Linked DNA regions of Sus scrofa: region 1 is linked to region 2. A link is a contact called in public HiChIP or PLAC-seq data. All regions are on one chromosome and are shown on one strand. The core of a region is the stretch at or near the end of the contact, and the rest is flanking DNA. Distances in the headings are between cores, read along the strand shown.

Evidence for each region. HiChIP or PLAC-seq counts read pairs in DNA pulled down with a chosen protein or histone mark.
Region 1: an H3K27ac HiChIP or PLAC-seq map of alveolar macrophages shows a contact between it and region 2. The contact joins the promoter of RPL21 here to the promoter of USP12 in region 2. A contact is called at or near these places in 2 of 5 promoter capture datasets (fetal liver and liver), 11 of 47 Hi-C or Micro-C datasets (alveolar macrophages, blood, brain and 6 more) and 2 of 2 datasets of contacts at active chromatin or transcription factors (alveolar macrophages and skeletal muscle).

The regions. Positions count from the first base shown.
Region 1 is chr11:4,728,382-4,735,311 of Sscrofa11.1, reverse strand. RPL21 (60S ribosomal protein L21) reads right to left here and starts at 3,565. Exons shown (of 6, transcript XM_003482864.4): 1 at 3,299-3,565; 2 at 1,155-1,233; 3 at 945-1,006; 4 at 463-575. The coding sequence starts at 1,221. LOC102162556 (a long non-coding RNA gene) reads left to right here and starts at 3,621. Exons shown (of 4, transcript XR_002336625.1): 1 at 3,621-4,039.
Region 2 is chr11:4,685,407-4,692,207 of Sscrofa11.1, reverse strand. It overlaps USP12 (ubiquitin carboxyl-terminal hydrolase 12), which reads left to right and starts at 2,417. Exons shown (of 9, transcript XM_021065513.1): 1 at 2,417-2,828. The coding sequence starts at 2,781.

The sequences.
Region 1 (6,930 bases), core at 2,316-4,815, 42 kb before region 2:
CTAACCCTTACTGTATGGGGCCTTGAGGCAACATCCCCATTAAAAATGGGGCCCTCTCTTTTTTGTCTTTTTGGGGCCACACCTGCGGCACATGGAAGTTCTCAGGTTAGGGGTGGAATTAGAGCTATAGCTGCTGGCCTACACCACATAGGCTCTCTTCTGATGAAGCACACCAAAGAACTCAAACTCTACTGCTCATAAAATTTACAGCTTATTAAACTTTGTATCCTCTGAAAACTACGGCTGTTAGTAACACATTCCACAAGACCCTGTAGTTAGTTTATCACAACTTGTTTCCTCTGACAGGTTACAAGACAAACACTCAGTTCGCTTGAGTTTTAAAAGGATTATTTTCTTTTCCCCATTTGAATGACCAATAAAGACACAAGTCCAATTGGCAAAGTGAAAAGGGGATGCGAGGGAAGACTAAGTAGCCACAAAGAATCCTACGACGTCACTTACTTAACCTGTTTGTTTACAACAATGCCAACAGCATGCTGGGTTACATTGTAGACTCTTCCAGTTTTGCCATGGTAACACTTGTGGGGCATTCCTTTTTGAACAGTGCCCATTCCCTGTTAAGAAAGGAGATAAATGTTATGCCAGCAATTTCCCCTTCCTTTTAAACCCAAAGAAAGACAGCCTAAGATTCCTTTGCTTTAAACGACAACTCCAGAGCTTTCAGAGCCGGTGAAATGTCATTTTCACTTTGCTTTAAGCAATCAAAAAGAGCATCATCATCAAGCTCCAGAGCGCCAGGACAGGCGCCGCACAAACTCTCACCACCCTTTCCCCTAGTTGTTCCCATTAGCTGTTAAGAACAACGAGAACATTCTTAGATTCAAAACAGCACTTTTAAAACTCAGGTTTCTGCAAGTAAAACTAAAGTAGCCACGCTACACTCTCAAACTCGTTTGAGTCATTTCCTCAATCTTATAATTTACCTTGATGTCTACAATATCACCTTTCTTGTAGATTCGCATGTATGTGGCCAAAGGAACGACTCCTGCGGAATAAACAAAAAACCTGATAGTCAATATTAAGACTGAAAAGCTAAAAATAAGAAGTAAATATATATATACGAACCACAACAAACAGCAAACAAAACACGAATGTATGCCATGCTTGCCCCCAAGGAGTGTGACTCTGCTCACCATGTTTTCTAAAAGGCCGAGAGAACATATAGCGGGTGCCCCTCCTCTTTCCCTTCGTGTTTGTCATTTTGGCGAATTACTGAAACCAGAAAACATAAAATAGTCAAATACAACTGCAAAGTTGTTACTTGCCCCTTAACCAAAAAAAACGTGTAATTACAAATGCATGCATTTCGGTAGAAACATCAGAATCAAGCCAGTATCTAAAAAGCCGGTTCAGCATGGTTCTTATAAAGGGTAAAAACAAAACAGAAACAAACTCAAGTTATTTTACCAAGTAAGCTTTCTGCCAAAACCACCTAAGTTCTATAACTTTAAAACTCCTAAAAAGCCGAACTGGATTTAAAAATCCAAACCAGTACTTTTCCTATTAGAATATAAAAACACAACAGGACTTGTGCCACACTAATCAGGAGAACCCAGCCTAGACTGCTAAGAGCACTGGGATTGCTAACTAGAAGATATACGTACTGTTCGGGGACATGACAATGACAAAACTCAGTCTTGCGTTTTAACACAACAGACTAAAGCCCCTTTCTTATCAACCTACAGGTTTCATTATACAACATCTATTAACTGTCAAAACTAGCTCACTTCATACATCTAGGTTTACAAGGAAACATAAGACAGGAGGACATACAGTAGGCTTTAAAATCACTGAACTCATTCTGACATAGGTTCTGCCCAGTATTTGCTGGGAGACCTACTCTTAAACTCTGACCCTCCCATGTGAAATAGGGTTAATGCTTTTACAACTAAGGTAATGTCTACAAAACACGGAGCAATTCCTAGCACTCGGAAAGGGATTATCACTAGTAAATAGTAGTCAAAGAACTCATCAATAGGCTTTCACAAGTTGAACCTTTCACTTTATTTCCCCAAAGGTCAGAAAATGGTTTTCATTGCTTCAAATCATCCAAGTGGAGAACATACCATTGCCAGCAACTACTCCTACCACAAGGCAAAATAAACCGAAGGCCAGCTTAGGTTTCTGAGAGTGTTCCAACATAAACCAGTCTCTTTTTACCTACCACCCCTTAACCGTAAAGAACAGTGACACCCAAGTACCTTTTTCAGGTTAACTTGTGTGGCAAGAAGACACACAAGAACGGTTCACCCAACCCATTCGAAGCAAACCATTGTTAAAACAAATGCAGCCTTCCTTTTAAAAGGCATTAAGCATCTATGCAGCACAAGTTCAGCTTTAATTCTCAACTCTGTATTAAGTTCATAAACAAGGAGACATGCTTGCAGGTCCACCTCACTATGTGGAGTCACAAAGTGGCACAATCCGTAATGGAAGTCACTTCTGACTCCAGAATCCACGCTCCTTCCACTAGACCCATTTTTTGAGCTAGAAATTGAACATGGTTGAATACACAAACGAACGCGTTTTTAAAAATAATACTTAACGTCCCAAGCAACGATGCTTTAAATTCTGTAATACTTCCAAAAATGGGACCCACTACGGAATGCAACCCGCAGTTTGCATAACCAGACTCAGATGTAGTGGTTATTCACGTTAGGTCTGACTCGGCTACTCATGAATCCCTCCTCCGCTCAACACTTGTCCAGGCGTTACGAAAACAGAACCCGCAGCACAGTTTACTCCCTTTGTCCAACTGTGATCCCAGCCCAGAATTAAAGCCGCGAGAAATCATTTCCTGCATCACCAACGAAAGGCCGGGACTTCCTTATGCCGATCGACGCAGTGGGCACCTGTGTGGTTCACCGACACACGACCCCCGACTTTCAGACACACGCAGGCCTCACCGGAGCTTCAGGCCGGCGGCTGACTTTAAACCCGCTCCCACTACCCTAAACTTCTACCCCACAGCATGACGCTGCAAGTTCCCAAACGGGGATTAGGACACCACACCGAAAACATTACAGAACCACGTGTCTCTCCCCGGTGCTTCGAGCGCATGTCCCCCGAGCAGGGCCGCGGCGTCGGAGCCCGGCCTTCGGCCCCGCGGCCCAGGCCCGAGCCCGCCGCGGACGGACATAGCTCCCCAACCTAAGCCAGCGGGCCCGAAGCGGACTGGACAGTCTCTCCAGAACCCCAACGCCCGGCCGCCGCGGCCGCCGCGCTGGCGCTCACGCCGGTGGCACGCCGGGCGCCGGGAGCCACGCGCGGGCCCTACCTGGAAGATGGCGGTGCCGGCCGAAAAGGAGGAGGCGGGGCCGCGCGCGCGCCTTACAAGGGCCTGCGGGCTGCCCGCGGCGCTGCCTGAGGGGACGCCGGCCCGCAGCCACTCTTTTCTGGGGGCGGGTAGCGTCCCCAGGAACCAGAAGAGCCTGTGAGAATGGTTTCCTTTCTTGAGAAAAAGAGGTGCTCGACCCACGCAAGCGGACACTTGGATCTTGCCAGACAGCCCGGAAAGGGGCCTTCAAGGGCGCCACCCGGGCGGCGACGCCCCGAGCGTGCTGACGTCAAGCCTGCGACAGACGCCACGCCGGAAGCGGGCGGGTGCTTGCTTTGTGGGGCCGCTGGGAGCGCTTGGTTATTTCCTCTGAGCGCTTAGCTGCCGCTTGTAGACTTGACTGCGTGGGCACAGAAGTCAAGTGGTGGTGGAGAGAGTGTATTATCCAATTTGTATGTCTTTCAGTCAGCTCTTTCCTCCACGCGTCTAAACATCCTCCGCACCTGCTGGTAGGTGCGTACATGTTAAGACCACCTTGAAGCAATTGGGCAAACTCTAGTAAAACCGAAATATCCAAAGAGCAAATTCCAGCATTCAGCTCCTAACTGTGTATTTTATAGGAACTTTGCTGTGTAGACAAGGGTGTCCATAGCCCCACTGTGAGTAGGAGCAAAAAATTGGAAACTTCCATCAATAAGAGCATAAACATGGGATATTCACAGGACGCAATATTATATGCCAGTAAGTCAAGACTGAACCTAGAAATGTGATGAAGCAGAAAGAGGGAGATTTATGTAGGTACAGTTTTTTTTTCTTTTTTCTATTTTTGCTTTTTAGGACCACACCTGGGGCATATGGAGGTTCCCAGGCTAGGGGTCTAATTGGAGCTACAGCTGGTGGCCAACGCCAGATCCGAGCGGCGTCTTCGACCTACACCATTGCTCACAGCAACGCCGGATCCATAACCCATTGAGCAAAGCCAGGGATCTAACCCTGCAACCTCATGGTTCCCAGTCAGATTCGTTTCTACTGTGCCATGGTGGGAATTCGCGTAGGTGCAATTTTAAAACATGTAAAACAATGTTATATATTGCTTTTGTTATACATGCATATGTAGTGAAACTAGTCCAGGAATAAAAGGAACTGAAAATCTAATTTAGAAGTGTGGTATTGTCTGATAGGGAGGAGACTATAAAGAAAGGGGTAGAAGGGAGGCTTTAACTTTCTTGACTATTTTTGAGCTGGGTATTGAATACCTGGCTGGGGGGGTGGTGATTAAATTAGGAGTTAAGCCTGGGAGACCACTCCAAAGAGGTGAGGGGGGGAGCAAGGATATATGAGTTTTTGTAACAAAGAGAGAGTATGAGGAACAAAAGATTTACAGAAAACCAGATTTGCAGAAAAAGTTTTACAGAAAACCAGTTTCTTTGGAAAGATGCAACGGTCTGGGCTTACAGGAATCACTCCTCTGATACGCACCAGCCCTGGGCCAGTATTTCTTTCTTGAGTTCCTTCAGGGCTAACTGGCCCAACTTTGGAGTGACTGACCTTGACATCTTTTGTTTTGTCCACTAGGTACAGCCCAGAAGGCAGTATTTCAGCCAGCTCTGAAATACTGCCGCCTGGAGGAAAGGGGAACTATCAAGATGTAAGTGATAAAGGGGGAGGGGGAGGTGCGTGCAGCCATGCACGAATATTACAAAGTTTGCTGCTGGTCTTGTGAAGGCTACTTCTTGTCACATGGGGCAGATGTCACCATGAAAGGTGTTAGTGTTTTTCTAGATATGAGGGGATGCAAGAAGTGGGCTCATAAAATGTCCTAAAAATATCTGTCTGGAGTTCCCAACGTGGCGCAGTGATTAACGAATCCGACTAGGAACCACGAGGTTGCAGGTTCGATCCCTGCCCTTGCTCAGTGGGTTGACAATACGGCGTTGCCTTGAGCTGTGGTGTGGGTTGCAGATGCGGCTCAGACCCAGCGTTGCTGTGGCTCTGGCATAGGCCGGGGGCTACAGCTCCGATTCAACCCCTAGCCTGGGAACCTCCATATGCCGCGAGAGTGGCCCAAGAAATGGCAAAAAGACCAAAAAAAAAAGAAAGAAAATGTATCTGAAGACCTGCTCTTCCAGTGTCCCCAGAGCACAGAGTACCTCCCTCCTGATCTCCACCCCGAGATCCGCCTGTCGGTGCCGTGGTTGGCAGGTGCAGTGGGTCATGTTTTACTCTGTGTGGAGGCTGATGACAAATCCCAAACTTCAGTCCACGTTAGAATGGTTCAGTTGTTACAGTTAGTGAACCAGTATTGCGTGTTTCCGTTAACTAAAGTCTATAATTCACATTTTTTCTTAACATCCTTTTTCCTTTCCAAAATCTAGCGTTGCCACAGCTGCGGCTTAGGCTCAGATCTGATCAGGGCCCAGGAACTACATATGCCACTGGGCGGCCAAAAAAGAAAGAAAACATTCCTGATGCTTCTTCCCAGTTAATCCCCCTCCGCCTCTAGAACCATCCACAATTCTGATTTCTATAACCATAGATTAGTTTTTGCCTATTCTTTTTTTTTTTTTTTTTTTTTTTTTTTTTTGGTCTTTTTGCCATTTCTTGGGCCACTCCCGCAGCATATGGAGGTTCCCAGGCTAGGGGTCGAATCGGAGCTGTAGCCACTGGCCTACGCCACAACCATAGCCATGCAGGATCCAAGTCACATCTGCAACCTACACCACAGCTCATGGCAACGCCGGATCCTTAACCCACTGAGCAAGGCCAGGGATTGAACCTGCAACCCCATGGTTCCTAGTCAGATTTGTTAACCACTGCGCCACGACGGGAACTCCTCTTTTTTTTTTTTTTTTTTTTTAAATTCAGCCACATCCCTGGCACATGAAATTCCCAAGGACCGGGGATTGAATCCAAACTGTAGTTGCAGCCTACACCACAGCTGAGGGCAACACTGGATCCTTAATCCATTGCACCCCAGTGGGAACTCCTAGATTTGCCTATTCTTTAATATAAATGGTACTGTACAGTATGTACTCTTTTATTTGGCTGTTTTTGTTCAGCTTAATGTTTTTGAGGTTCAGTCATGTTGTTACTTATACCAGTAGTTCCATTTATTTCTTGTTGCTAAGAAGTATTCCACTATATGCGTATACCACAGTTCACTTACACATTCTCCTCCTGATAGAAATTTGGGGGGTTTTGGGGACTTCCCGTCATGGCTCAGTGGTTAATGAATCTGATTAGGAACCACGAGGTTGTGGGTTCCATCCCTGGCCTTGCTCAGTGGGTTAAGGATCCGGCGATGCCGTGAGCTGTGGTGTAGGTCGCAGACGTGGCTCGGATCCCGCATTGCTGTGGCTGTGGCTGTGGCTGGCGGCTACAGCTCTGATAGACCCCTAGCCTGGGAACCTCCATATGCCCAGGGTGCATCCCTAGGAAAAAAAACAACAACAACAACAAAAAAATTAAAAAAAAAAACATAATTTAACGGTACTATGAATAAAGCTGCCATAAATATTTTTGTGAATATATGTTCATCTCTCTGGGTAAATACTTAGAGCATTGCTTGATCATAAGATATGTCTGACTTCATAGAAAATTGCCAAACGGTTTTCCAGAGTAAACCCTATTTT
Region 2 (6,801 bases), core at 1,168-3,667:
GACACCGAATGTCCATTCAGCGCTGTCCTGTCTGCGTTGCGTGCAAGCCGTCTTAGAAACTTGTCTCCGTGTTCTATCCTCATTGCACCCCTTTGGGGTAGGCATAGTCATTACCCTTCTTTTCCAGAGGAGGAAAGTAAGACAAAGAAATAGCTGTCTGAGTATATTTTGTAGCTAAAACCTGCACATGGGTCCCCAAAGAGTCAGTGCCTTTCAATCCCATTTTACTAGAATCAAAATGAAGCACTTTGACCTGAGCTGGTTAGCAGAAAGGATACAGATGTGGCCTCTGGAGCCAGGTTAAAATCATGTTTCCATTGCTTACGAGTTGTGCAACCTTGGGAAATTTACCTCGTGGCTCTGTTTCCTCATCTAGAAAATGGGGACGATAATGGCATCTCCTCTCCTGGGTTGTTATGGGGATTTGAGAAAATGCTTGGGGCATGGGGCTAAGTCCTCGATGAGCACTCCCTGTCCTTAGGGATGCCTCTCCAACCCCTCCCCTCACTTCTTCCCCCTCCATCATAGGCAAGAAATATACACAGCAACACGTGGTTAACTGGAGACTGGGAGAATAACGGAAAAGATGAAGTGGCCTGCAAGGAAGTGGACAGTACAGGATTGTGTACAATTATTCAAGTGAAACCATTTTAAACTCGGCCCTAGTTTGTTTACTTCCTTGGTCCCTAAATTTATCTGAGTATAATTTGTAGCTTATACACTCAGGAAGGCCCCAAAGAAGGCGGTTGTACACAAACTCATCTTTCCCTACGTACAATGAAGCTCTTTGTGAAGCTGATACCACTACGGGTTAAAAACGATTCTAACCCCAGATGATCCCTTTTAAGCTCTGGGGCAAAAGTATGACATTTCAGCTAAATCTTATCTTCAACTGCATTATATATGGCGGAAAAAAAAAAAAAAAAAAAGAAAAGAAAGAAAAAACACCCCAGCACAGCACCTAGGACGTGGAAGCCTCTCTTTTTATGTTTGTGCCTTTCTAGTCAAACTTACGCAGGGAGGAGGAGGCACTGTGAGTTTTGCCGTTAGGCTCTGCAATGGTATCACCTGTGCCTTTCCGTGTGGCTATAACGCACTACTCCAGTCCAAGTCTAGGCAGCGAATAGGGAGGCCAGCCCTCCAGGTACCTGAATGCGTGGTGCTGGCACATTCTAGCACTGGCTTGCGTGTATCAGTGCATAGAGGGAGGGCCTGGCTATCAAGGAGGCAGGTGCCTAGAGAAGTGGGCCAGCTACGCTGGGACTTGGGTATATTCTATTTGCAATCGCCCCCTCCCCAAGCAAGCTTATAGTGGAAATCACTGTGGAAACAGCATTCATGTGCCAGAAATCTATTCTTCATCTAAATTTTGTTTGAATGTTTTGTTTTTTGAATGTCTTAAACCTGCAAGTTAAGGCATATCTGATTTTAGAGATCTGTCTGAATTTCTGCCCCAGTGAAACCGAGGAACCCCAAAAAGCCCCTCGCCACGAGTTCTCCAACAGTGAAAAATCACAAGCTTTCTAATATAATAATTGGTAAAGCTATGCTACTAACTTGAACTTCTTTCGCAAATAGGAATAAATAAAGCCTAGCTGTCTGGCACAAAGAACAGGGTGCAATGATGCATTTTATAAAAACGGCACATAGGAACTATCCCCCTGACTAACACCATCTCTCTTTCTCACAGGACATTGTTCTCAACTTGCGGGACTTCTCGTCTCTGGGAACATCATCAGCGCGGGGTTGACATCCTCCCTATTTTGCGACTCAACTTTTGGAACCAGTATATTTAGATACTATATTTATAACCATATTCTAAATTTATGGCCGACAAGCAGACAGGAAAAGCAGCTTTGCCCCCTTCCCCATAATTGACCTTTCTTAATTCAAAGAACTAAGCGTATATAGTTTCTTCTTTGCCGCTTTCATTTTTATGTAATGAACTTGTCTTCTGCTACATTTCGGTATTTTGACCTAGGTGATCCACCCAATGTGCGTAAAAAGAAACAAACCACCTTACATTCTAGCTGTTTGGGACTCTCTATGACCTTCGCTATTTTGACCGTTTACGAGCACGTTTCCTCCCGCCGCACCCAGAATTTTGAGACCGCCCCTTCAGTTTTCTGTCTGGACAGGGCCCTCGGTAGAGGCTGCGGGGCAGCCCCTTGCACGACGGCCGCCGAGGGCCCTCATCGCCCCCGGCGCCCCTCTCCCCGCGCACCCGCTCTAGGACCCGGAGGACGCGGGCGGGAGGCAGGGCCCGCGCGAGCCCCTCCCCGGCCGCGCGCGGGGTGGAGCCGACGCCGGAGCTCCCCGACTCGCGCGCGCTCGGCGGCTGGAGAGGCTTCCTCGGGGAGTGGGCGGGGCCGGAGGGGGAGTGGGCGGGGCGCGCGGCGGTGGGCGGGGCGCGCCGCGGGGCCGCGCAGCTGCCGGGCAGGCCGGGCATTAGGGCCTCAGCGGAGCCCGCTCCCCAGCGCGCTGGGCGGGGTGTGCGGCGGGCGGCTTCGCGGGCAGGCGCGGGCCCCGAGGCAGCGGCTGCGCCCTGCGCCGGGGAGGAGCCGGGGGCGGGCGGGCGGCAGGCGGGGGCTAGGGCCCGCGGCGGGGAGTGCCGGCGGCGGCGGCGGCGGCGGCGACGGCAGCGGCGGCTGAGCAGGCTCGGTGCGTGCGTCGGCGGCGGCTCGGGGTCCGCCCGCGGGCTGCGGTGCGAGCGGGCGGCCAGGCTCTCCTCCTCCCCCGCCCGCCGCCGCTGTGATTGGGTGGAAGATGGCGCTGGGCGGATGGAAATCCTAATGACAGTCTCCAAATTCGCCTCCATCTGTACCATGGTAGGTGCGGCGGGGGGGCGGCGGGCGGCCCGGGACCCCGCCGGCGGCCCTGGTCCCCGCCCCTCGCCGCCCGCGGGGCCTAGCGCGGAGCCGCAGCCGGGCGGGGGCGGCGCGGGCCGGGCGGGGGCGGTTGGACGGCCGGACGCGAGCGGAGCGGCCCCGGGGGACGGCGGCGCGCGGGTGGCCGGCGGGGTGGGCGCCGGTCGTCGGCGCCTGGGGCTCGGCCCCCGGTCCCCGCGGCGCCGGGGCGGAGCGGCGAGGCACCCGGGCTGTGGGCGCGCGAGCGGGGCCGCGGGCCCGGCCGGGGTCGGAGGGGAAGGACGCGAGGAGCGCCCGCCTTTCCGTCCGGCGGGGCCGGGCCGGGCCGGGCCGGGCCGGGCCGGGCGGGGAGGGTCCCCGGCGGGCGTGGGGGCTGCGGCAGGAAGGCAGGGTCTCCTCCCCGGCCCGGAGGGGACGGAAGTCGGGCGCAGGTTTCCTCTCCGCGCCGCGGGCGAGGCCGAGCCCCCCGCCGGTGCCGAGGGAAGGGGTGTGTGTGAAGGTGGAAACTTTAAATAAGTGCTGGTGAAATTCCCCCCCCTTTTCTACCCTTCCTGAGAGGAACGAGCTCCCATTTGCAACCCTGAGCCCAGGTGGCGGTCTTGTCGTGGGGAATCCACGTAAACCTTGGAAACGGCTTCAGCATTCCTGTCATTTGTTTACTTTAATGCCCCAGACGCATCCGTGTGTGGCTGGAAGTATTTCTTTGCAGGAGCTGACGGCGAGGGTTGCTGTGTGTGTTTCACCGGAGCTCTGAAATCCACTTTAAGGGGAAAGTGCTAATGCCTGTTGAAAAGTCCCGAGTTAAGCAAAACCTGGGTGCGTTTCAATCCGGTGCTCGGTGCTCGAGCAGAAGGACCAGCTTTCCACACGGTGGGGCAGATTGGTTTCATTAGCTCCTTAGGACTTAGATCTAGCGCTCTTAATTATGAGTCATCACAGAAAAGTTATCCTTTGCAACGCGGGCCCAGTGATTATGTTATCAAAGACTTCTGATATCTTTCCTTCTTTTTTACGTCTTACCAACCCTTTTCAACGCTTATAGCAGGTTCCCCAAACAATCTTCCGTTTAAAATTAGGGGTGGGACCTTGCACATACCTTTAAGAAGTGCTGAATGGTGAATCAGATAGGAGAGAGGCTTTAGAAGCAGATTCTATACAGCACGCCGAGGAACCGTATAAAAAATGGCTGAAATCAGGTGGGATTAAAGTCTACAGTATTAAATCACACTGAAGGATGAATCATTGAAGAACCCGTTTCCTCAAACGGATGTTTGTTTTTCTCTCACAAGTCACATTTTAGGAAAGCCTTGATATTAAAGGGACGATGTTAGAGGGATTTCGGGGGGTCATGTACATTAATTATTTTTAGGTAGGCCAATTATTATCTTATTCTGCTTCAAAAAGAATGTGATAATTACATCTTGGAAAGCGATAATGTTGCCGGATTGCTGAGCTGCACAGATTGTCAGGTCATGGTTCACTGTCAAAGTCTAGTTTCTGGAGTGATGTGTTACCCTTTGCTGCCTGTTCATCCCCGTTTAGCACCTGCCAAGTGCTAGAGGGTATGCAGAGCGCTGGGGAGACAGCAGTGGTCCAGCCAGTCTCTGCTTTCCTGGTGTTGACATCCTAGTTAAGGAAGACAAACTGTATTCACATAACCATATTAATATATACTCTAATCAGATTCAGAAAATGAGGCGCAGAGGGATTTGCCACGTCAAATACGGAGTAAGTGGGATTATGATCTCAAGAATTGTAGACTCCAAAACTCTTTCTAGGGCTTTCGCTCGGGGTGCGTTAGTTGCATGTGGTGTGTGGGTATTGTTGGCAGATACAGAAACATCGGTGCCCAGCCAAATGAGATTGCTCCAGAAGTAGTGTTCAGATTGGGTGTGTCTGTGTTCTCACTAGAAGAAATTCTGATGCGCTCCCAAGATAGTGTTGAACATCTCAAAGTAACCTGCAGTTTATTCTTCAAGAGAACCGCCGTCTGTCGTCTGAGAATGACAAGATTGATAATCAAGAAAAGCAGAGATACTTACCTCTGCGCTTGTACAGATGTCTGGCAAGTTCATGGCTGTCTCTCGAGCGGGTAGCCTTGAAGCATCAGAGGCCTGTCCGTCCGTCCCCCCCCCTCCCCGTCTAATTTCACAGCCTTTCTGTAATCTCAGCAGCGCTTACCACACTTGCTGTGTTGTACATTTTTCTCTTATCTCCTTATTAGGTTGCGGAGGCCCTAAGTGGAAGGTCTCTCGTTTATTTCTGCGGTTTGGTGGAGCACTAACTCCTGTGTGCAGGACAGCGTTCCTGGGTCCTTGGTTTCTGCTCCCCGATGTCTGGGGGAAGTGAGCTTGGGCTTGTGTGTGGGGCGGTGGAGAGAAGAGGGGCTGGACCTGAAGAGAATGATCTTTCAGAGAATGGGCAGCTGTGAACACATTTGTAATGAGTTGACATTTTGTTCTATAAATAATAAAGTTGACGTAAATCTTTCATGTGTCCACATAAGGCCCCTGGGCGAATCAGCAGCCCTTTAATTGGGCTAAGTGACTGTGAACAGGGAAGCTCTTCAGGTGCCTCTTGTGGTCTGCCACCGGCTCTGCTGATTTGGGAACCTTAGTTTGTTTCTCTAAAGTGTTAACAGCTCCACCCGAGTGAGTGTGGTTAAGTTTAGACGGCAGTGGATGGATTTGCAGGGTACTTCTAGAAGTGGCTCTTGTTATTTGTCCATGAAATAATTTCAGTATCCCAAGGTGCTTGTTTTGCCACTGCAGTAGCTTCAGATTTCAGGGCCTAGAGTAGCTTCCAAATGTTTAATATTATACTTCATAGTTGTGAAATAGTGGGGAAAGCAACCGAATACGTGTAGTGGGGCCTATGCTTTGAAATCACAGTGGAAGTTGTAGAGCCGCTTGGAAAGTGACCGTGACCCTAGATGGCACAGCGGGGTGGGAGGGCCGTCCTTTCTCCCTGCTGGGTTGTGGGAGTCCCAGCTGGGAAGAGGGTGTTGGGGGGGCTCACACTCTGGGTAAGGAAGAAGTCGTTACAGGGGAGCTTAAGCCCTGGCCTGGCTCTTTGCCCGCCTTTAGCCCCTGGGGGTCAGCTCCGTCCCCAGGACATGGTGGCAGCGAGGCCAAGGCCACAAGTCAGCTGCTCCGTGGGTCCGACAGGTTTGTTTCTGAAAAGCCTGTGTCTAGCGCAGGGGCTGGAGGTGGTGACTTGAACTGTACTTACTGCAGACAAGTCCCAGGTGAGACTGACGGTCTTTTCTTACTATTTGAGTCTCCCCGGGGTCACCGACGAAGGGTCAGCTGTCTGTATGGTTGGTGCAGCTTATCCCTCCAGAAAGAGGCCGAGAGGAAACCCTCCAAGCCCCTGCCTTGTTCGTGGGGGTGGGGGTAGTGTCTTCATAGAGTCGGAAGGTTATACTGAGTAATAACTTTCTCTATTCCTTCTCAAGAAGTGATGTGGATGTAATTCTTCTTTTAAAAACATGCGTTTTTATTTTGCCTTCATTCTTATGTGTCTTTATTTTTCCTTCTAGGGCTGCATTCACGGCATACGGAGCTTCCCAGGTGAGGGGTCCAATCCGAGCCGCAGCTGCCGGCCTCCACCACAGCAACGTGGGATCTGAGCCATCTGAGCCGAGTCTGTGACTACACCACAGCTCACAGCAATGCCAGATCCGTAACCCACTGAGCGAGGCCAGGGATGGAACCCCCATCTTGGGATGCTAGTCAGTCAGGTTTGCTAACCACTGAGCCACGACGGGAACTCCCATTTTTCTTTTTTTTTTTTCTTTTTCTTTTTACAGCCACACCTTTGGCATATGGAAGTTCCCAGGCTAGGGGTGGAATCGCAGCTGCAGCTGCCAGCCTACGCTGCAGCCACAGCCACGCCAGATCTGGAGATCTACATTGGCAATGTATGCTGCAGC